2 separate regions of the Rattus norvegicus genome follow, and region 2 is linked to region 1. The links are chromatin contacts, called in public Hi-C maps. All regions are on one chromosome and are shown on one strand. Each heading gives the region's core, a stretch centred on a gene start, on an enhancer-like site or on the middle of the called end of the contact. The rest is flanking DNA. Distances are from core to core; before and after follow the strand shown. Region 1 overlaps Rasgef1b (RasGEF domain family, member 1B). Region 2 overlaps Rasgef1b (RasGEF domain family, member 1B).

What was found. A called contact is a pair of places that touch in the nucleus more often than the background predicts.
Region 2: a contact with region 1 is called in a Hi-C map of liver, with 3 times the contacts expected there. The contact joins two enhancer-like sites. A contact is called at or near these places in 8 of 12 Hi-C or Micro-C datasets (frontal cortex, hepatocytes, kidney and 4 more) and 1 of 1 datasets of contacts at active chromatin or transcription factors (oligodendrocytes).

The regions. Positions count from the first base shown.
Region 1 is chr14:10,573,372-10,577,405 of GRCr8, forward strand. The region is part of intron 3 of Rasgef1b (RasGEF domain family, member 1B); the gene reads left to right. Among named protein-coding and RNA genes, the nearest start is that of Prkg2, 290 kb to the right of the region's middle. Within about 2 kb of position 1,935, at least 3 of the 93 cell types and tissues checked have an H3K27ac peak or open chromatin away from gene starts, as enhancers often do. A contact at or near this core is called in liver, where this site is marked.
Region 2 is chr14:10,652,265-10,656,298 of GRCr8, forward strand. The region is part of intron 3 of Rasgef1b (RasGEF domain family, member 1B); the gene reads left to right. Among named protein-coding and RNA genes, the nearest start is that of Prkg2, 210 kb to the right of the region's middle. Within about 2 kb of position 1,822, at least 10 of the 93 cell types and tissues checked have an H3K27ac peak or open chromatin away from gene starts, as enhancers often do. A contact at or near this core is called in liver, where this site is marked.

The sequences.
Region 1 (4,034 bases), core at 685-3,184:
GGCACTCGCTGTGAAGAAAAGTGCGGTTGTGCCTACATAATTCCTGGAGGTTATCGCAGGTTCTGCTTCTAGAATAAAAGTCGGGCAGGCTGCGTCGGCATTTTGGAAAGTTGAGCCCAGCTCACATGGAAAGATAGATTACGAAATGAAGAAGATGTAGAAATGTAAGTATCAATGAGTGGTACACTTTTCCTCCTTGTAATATTATTTCTAACTTTAAAACGCATGTGTGCGTGCACACACACACACATACACACACACACATACACACACACACACACACACACACACACACACACACACACACGCTGTGAAACGAGAGTCACATAAAGAGGGAAGTGGGGAGGTGCTCTCTCAGTCAAGTGTTTGGTACACCAGGGACCTGAGTTCAGTGCCCCAAGCTCCCACTAAGGAAAATAAAGCACAGCTAGGCTCAGTGCACGCTTGGAATCCTAGCGCTGGGAAGGCAGACAGATAGATCCCTGGGGCTTGCTGGCCAGACAGTCTAGGCTAATTGGCCATCTCCAGGCCAGCAAGAGACCCTTTTCAAAAACAAGATGGATAGTGCCAGAGGAGGACGGATTCTCTAGGTTGAACTCTGCTCCCTTGTTCTCTCTGTCTCTTTGTTTCTCTCTCTCCTTCCCCCTCCCCTCCCCCTCCTTGCCTCCCTCCCTCCTTCTCTTCTTCTCTCTCTCTCTCTCTCTCTCTCTCTCTCTCTCTCTCACACACACACACACACACACACACACACACACACGATTTTAAAGAGAATACAATTCAAAATTTATCCAAATGAAGTTCAGGGACTTTTTTGGCAGCTCTTGTCATCAGGTGTCGTCCTGGCTTGAGAAGTGAGAAGAGGCTTATGATGTAGTAAATAAGTTAATTTTTTAAAAAATAAAAATGTAAAGGAAATAAATAAATCAATAAAATAAAGGAGTAGAGTATTACAGTATGACTGTCTAGGTGTGTGCCTGTGTATATGTGTGTGTATGTGTGTTTGCCTGTGTGTGTGTGTGTGTGTGTGTGTGTTTGTAGTACCTGTGTGTGTGCCTGTGTGTGTGTTTGTATGTACCTATGTGTGTGCACCTGTGTGTGCCTTTGTGTGCCTATGTGTGCACCTGTGTATGCCTGTATATGTGTCTGTGTGTGAGCCTATGTGTGCCTGTGCCTGTGTGTGTGCCTGTGTATATGTCTATGTGTGCCTCTGTGTGTGCCTCTATGTGTGTGTGCCCGTGTGTCTGTATGTGTGTGTGCCTGTGTGTGCCTGTGTGTACTGATGCCTGGGCAGAACAATAACATTCTATTTCCTCTTCATTTGATGAAAGCCTCTTCCACAGAAGAGTGTTAATGGCACTCTTATCAGATTACTGAGACCCACGCACATCCTTCAGGACTTAATAGTAGTATTATTTACTCAGAGAGTCTCTCACCTGAGAGGAAAAGCCTGCTTGCCTCAGCAGGGGTGTGTGGCATAGCAGGCTTATGATAATCAGTTGGGGATAAGTCTGCAGAGCCCCTAAACCCAGATGCCCAGGAAAACCAAACACACAAAAAATTTTCTCTAAAATCATAAAAAAAAAAGGACTGACCTTAAGAAGCAGATACTCTTACTAAAAAAGTAAGAATGTGGTGCCAACCTGAATTAAAGTCTTAATTAGAAGTCATGTATGAAACATAACAACGTTCTAAGTAATCACTCAACACCAAAGAACAAAAATACCCAACCACCGACTCTTACAGAGCCCAACTCCTCTGCAGAGCAGGAAGACAAAGCCTGCGTGTAATAATGAGGGCTCTGTGTTTTAAACTTTTGGATTCGCAGCAACAGGATAAGAAACATGTCTCCCCAAACTGAAGCCAAGCACTCTGGAAGGTGAAGCCTGCTGGCCAGAAGCCAGTCGACTTTGAACTTGTGGTTAGATCTCTGTTAAACTACACTGCAAGTCAGAGAAGGAGACACCAAGTCCAGTGACTTCTTACCTACCAGTGGGTGGGCCACACCCCATGTGAGGGCAAGGGGCTCTGGGAGGGAGGCTGTGTTGACTGACGGGGTGTGTCCGGGCCACAGATATTGACTTGATCCTTCAGTATGCTGGCCCCTTCAGGAATCAGCACCTCATGGCACACAGGAAGTAGCCTGCAGATTAATTATAGAGTCCTTTGCTCTAATGAAGTTCTGTGATTACGCTCTGCCTTTTCCTGCTTCTCTGAACACTATTTGTCTTGAATTACAAGTTATGTGGTCTGTGAGTCATTAATCTTTCTTAATCATTTCTTTTCATCCAGAAATCCATGCATAAACAGACCCCACCAATAAACTCCCCAAAGCAATGACAGATGGTGGGGGAGACTCTAATGGTTCATTTGTAGAGTTTTCAGAGGTGAGACATAAAGGGAAACATGCGGTCGTCCTTTACTTGAAGGAAAGATGAGTTTTGTCGTTAAAGGATCACGGTTAGTGGAGTTAGGGAAGCGAACGCGGTTATCTTCATCTAGAATTGGCTGGGAAGAGTCTCCGTGAGGGCTTTCTGTGGGCTTGTCTGCGGGAGATTGTCATGACTATGTTAATTGATGTGGGAAAACTCAGGCTCAGAGTGGGTGACAAGGTTTCCTAGGTTTGGGTCCTGAGTTGTGTGAGCAGAGAGGAAGCCGGCTGAGCATTCATTCCCCTCAGCTCTTGACTCTGGATGTGATGTGACTACTTTCCCTTCCTAAGATCTTAAGTCTCCTGCTCTGAAGAGCATCAGCCTGCTATTGAGAGCTAAAGTCAACCTCCTTTCCCATAAGTTGCTTTCAGTCAAGGTGTTTTTATCAGAGCAACAGAAATTAGTCTAGCACAGTGAAGCTGTGTGCTACATTATCAAATATTAATGTATATTTATTTTCTATTAATTTTGGAGGTAGACATAATGGAAACTAAATTGTGGGTCTTTGTGTAGGCTTCCTGATCATCTGAATTTAAATGCCAATAACTGCAACGAAAGTTGAAGGTGCTATTTTTCTTGATAAGGTTTTATTTCTGTAATTCTATCAGTAGAAAATTTACCGGTGCAAAGTCTTAGATACCTTTGGATCAAGTAGTGTCTAACTTCCTGCCCATACATATAGATATTTGATAATTATAAAACCTGGAGGCACATTACCTGAAAACCTAATATTTCTATGCATTGGATACAAAATAAGTGTTATCTTTTTTGGTTTTAAAAATTAAACCTCTTCTAAAACCTTCCTATTACCAATATATAAAAATCCCTAGTTGTATAATTTTTTAAAGATAGATTTAAAATCCTCATAGAAATATTTATTGGGCATTTGTTGTCGCCAGCTAATGGGGCAGGGCATTGTGATCTCAAGGCATTTACAATCTTTGGAAGCAGTAAGAAGCTGGGGAGCTGACTCAGCAGTTAAGAGCCCTGGCTGCTCTTCTAGAGGATCCAGGTTTGATTCCTGGTTCTCATGCGATTGCTCATGGCCCTCTGTAAGTCCAGTTCCAAGGAATCCGATGTCCTGCTCTGGTCTCCATGGACATGAGGCCTTCTTCTGAACCTCAGGGATACCAGCCATGAATGTTGTGCACAGACACATATGCAGCCAAAATATCTGTACACATAAGTAAACATAAAATTTAAAATCTACTGGGGACACAGGCAAGTGATAATAAGACATTAATAAGCTCAACGGGAACTTTAAGCAATAGATAATAAATCTAGTAATTCATCAACTTCATTTTTTTCCTGTGGATCAGGGAACCACATCAGTACCACAGTGTCTATTTCTCCTTCCGTCTCTCAGCTTCCCTGTTTTGGGGGATGACATTCTTAGGCAAAAGATAGATTTCAACAGCTCCAAGCTCACTGTCACTGACACAGAAACATCAACTCATAAATTCCTGCAAATATCAGGGCTGGCTCTGGTTAACCACTCCTAGGTCGCATGTCCACTTTCCATTGCCTGCACTGTGGGATCTGTGACACACCATTCTTAGTGGCTATCTGATCTTCTGGACTGAGTTAGGGATGGGTGAGTCTCTA
Region 2 (4,034 bases), core at 572-3,071, 79 kb after region 1:
ACAGGGAAAGGAAGGTCCTCAGTCTTGCCTGGAAGAAGAATCAGGAATCCCAAGCAAGGGTCGAAGAGAACCTTAGTTCTGATGGCAGAATTTATTAGAAAACCAATGAAAAAGCTTTAAAGAGATCCTGTGAGGTCTTCACATTGGCTGATTGTCTTGGTGGGGGAGGGTAGTCGTTGAATTTAAGTATTCTCTGTCTCCATTACCATCATTTTTCCAGAACTATATAACTGTATACAGTTGGCCATACTTCTATTGGGTCATCCTTTAAACCTACAAAAATTACATGTGTATAGGCATTGTTTATTCCAAGATGGCCGCAGTGGCTTAGCCAGACCTCTGCCCTGGAAATGAGTCTGGGCAGATGGGGACCATCTCCCTACCTATCGAGACCCCTGCCTTCTTTATGTAGCTGTAACATCTGTGAAGTGGACACAGGAAGTTAAAGGAGATGGCTTATGGGGCCTTTGTATTTCTGTCCTAGTTACGTTATTTCCTTGCAACCTTTTCCTCCATCCACCCTAAAGTGGAACACGCCAGGGTGAAGGCAGCATGCGCAGTTGTCTTCTGAGCACCAGGGAATGACAGGGGTGAGCAACATTCTTTCTTAGGTGAATGCAGATAGACAGTTAGTGTTTCCTTGACTTGTCTTTCCCTTTCCGTCATCGGGAGAATGTTTAAAAAGTTACTAATTATCAATAAGGTGGGGTCAGAAAAACATTTTATCTTACAAACTCATCATTCTTGTCAACCAAACGCCACCTTCTCTTTTACCAATGTGTTTTCATAGACTTGTGCATTTATTATTTTCTCTTAAAGTGCATATAGACCTAGGAATGATCCAGTTGACAGGAGTTATGTTAGGGAACCACCCTGATGTGGAGATTTGACACAACAAGATTTAGTCATGCAAAAAAGGAAAACACTTTAAGACCATTAGCCCTTTTCAACTTGTCTAAAAGACAAAAACATCGAAGGGAGAAAACCATAGTTTTCATCCCCCCAAATTAAATTGTCCCCTTTATCATGTTACATAATAAAATACAAAGAGAAATAATCTTGGCTTTTAACAAATATCTCTACTGAGTATTGAACCATTTCCCTAATGAAGTGAGTTAGACAGAGAAAAATAAAATATTTTAATAGAGGTTATCCCCCTGAGATGCTTTATGTGTATATCCTGCATAATCTGCAGTTCATCTGTTCTGTTTAATAGGACAGCTTCTAGCCACATGGAGATATTTAAACAAATTTGCTTAAGTTGAACAAAAGTACTGGTTTCCCAGTTGTCTTTTTCCCCCTCTATTTCTCTCTGTCCCTCTCTCTTGAGCTGAGGTGAAACCCAGGGCTTTGTACATGCTGTGCTAAGAGCCATGCCACCAAACCACTCCCTATTTTACCAGAGCTGTGCCACCAAGCCACCCCCAGCCGACTAGCCAGTGTGAAGTCCCATAGTCACTGCAGCCTGTGGTGGCTATCAGACAATGAAGAAGAGGCCATTCTCTTAGGATTCCAGCCCTTGTGGCAACCCTTGATTAGGTAATGGTGATTTTTGGAGATCAGTCTTATTATTCTCAATGAAATAATTGATTCTCATCACAGATGGGCATCTGGGGCATCAGGAAATGGAGCGGTGGGGGCACCGTCCACTAATTTATGACTTACTTGTTCCCCAAGCCCAGTCCTATGCTGAGACCTTCATATCCCCCATGCAATAGCTGCCCTTTCCTTGTTTTTTGTAAACCAGCAGTTAGTGCTGGAAAGCACCAGCTCTGTCAAAGACAGGGACCCGGGCGCCACCTACTGCTAAGCTCCAGAATTGCAAGGACGCTGTAGAGGAGAAAAGGCTTTTAAAGGCATGTAGGAAGTCAGCGTGTCCCGGCTTCCCTTGCTACACACTATAGGAAGATTTTCAATGACACTCCAGGCCTATTCAGAGTTTCCATGTACCAAAATGTCATTTTGTGCTTTAATAAATTGCTAACACCATCCCATAACAAAAAGATCATGTTTTTCCTCCAACTGAAAATGTTAACTTGTTGAGTCAGAATTCTTTCGCCAATTAGGGATTAGTTAAAAAAAAAATCTAGGTAACATAAGGCCTGATAAAGCAAAATGTAAATTGGCGTGTGTGCATGTGCGTGTGTGTGTGTGCATGTGCGTGTGTGTGTGTGTGTGTGAGCAGTGAGGGGTGGGGAGTTGGGGGACATGTAACAAATCAGGAAACACTCCCATTCCTTTGCAGAGGGAAAACAGGCCAGTTCCCAGCATCCCTGTTGGCTCATAGGCACCTATAACCCCAGTTCCAGAGGATCTGACGCCCTCTTCTGGCCTCCTTGGGTACCACCCCACATATACATTAATTACAAACTTTTAAATAAGTAATCTTCCTTCCTAAACTAGGAACCCTGTAGACCACTTGGACTCAGTTCGAAAAGCGGTACACTGTGGGGTTGTGTCCGTGCACACTGCTGTCTGTTCTCAGCTGCCTTCTTAACAAAATACCTCTTTTCTAAGAAGGGTTAGTGGAGGCGTAGCCTGCCTGCAGGTTCCACAGATGCTGTCTGCAGTCTCTGCTAAAAAGGCTCTCAGTCTGTGGAAAGGAGGGAGAAGATAAGCATCTCAACACTTCCAAGCTTAGAATACACTGTGCTTCAGGTAGCCTCAGAAGCTTGACTTTGGCCTTTCGCCTGGGCTCACATCTGCCGTCACCTGGATCTTTGGTCAGTCTGCATTCCCGAGCCTGTTGTCACCGAAAGGAAGCTGTCAGTCTGGAACATTAGCTGGAAGGATTTACCCAGTGTCTGCAGTGTCAACTGAGAAAGCAGAGAGTTGTTAAATATGCAAGGTGTGGGGTTCCTTTGGAGTCCAGACAGGAATGGAGAAAGGTCGAGCTCCAGGTATTAAATGAAATCTCTTCCCACTAAACAAACGTGCTTTCAAGGTTTAGCTGAGAGAAGGAGATCTTTGCCTCGTTACTTAAATTTGGACACGTGTCTAGCGTTTAGGCTGCTGCTGAAACACTGTAATCAGTGTAGAGCCTTGGGTTGTAAACACCTCGTCCTGTTATGACGTGGAGCAGAAAAGCATTTCTGTCTTTCTCTTGAGAGTGAAGGAGACGCTGACTGCTGTTCTAGGGAAGATCGGCAAAGCGTCTGCCACAGAAGGGATGGTTTTTGATGTCTCTCCACGCCCATCTGCACCGCAGTCTCTTTTCCACATTGAGTTACCACCTGAAATCATCCCCGTGCACCTGCTTCGTCATAAATAACGTCGTGCAGAAGCGGTTGCTAGTTCAAACACAGTCTGCCGTTCAGAAGGACGGCTTTTCATCTGGAGCTTTGATTGGTCTAAAGCCATTAGGCATGCCTTTCAGATTCATTCATCCTGTAAATCACCCACAGCCTGGCTCCCTCGCTCAGGGATCAATGTCAGGCCAAACTTCCTCAGGGTCCTTGGAAGAACATGATCTATTTTTGTGCCCAAATTAACAGCCCCTGTAAGATGTCTGGCAGCTGAGTTCAGCTTACCAAATCAATTTCAAGAAGGAATAGTCATCTTCTCTGCCTGGCTTGGGTATGCCTCGTTCCTCCTAGAAACTTTTCCAGCATAATTTATAATCTGTGGGCCAATCTCAGTGGCCAGAAAGATATTTTTTTCCTTTAGTCTAGTTTATTGTTTTATAAAATAAAAATATGTTTCCTGTTATCTTGCTATGCTGTCTACCCAGAGTGATGCCCCATTAGGAGCCGGGAGCCTGTTTCAGGAACTCTGCCTCAAAGACATGTTGTTCTTGTATTATCTTTAACTCAGTTGAATTGGTATGCCCCCTAAACACAGACACAGACACAGACACACACACACACACACACACACACACACACACACACTAGCTTATTTTTAAAATGCCTTGGCTACCTCAAAGGCTGGGCACCCTTAAACCTTCCCTGGCTACCCCAGGCCCAATCAGGAAAGTGGCCACTAACCCGGAATCTCACATGGCTCATTGGCTCTCTCCCCTGCAGCGTCTCCTC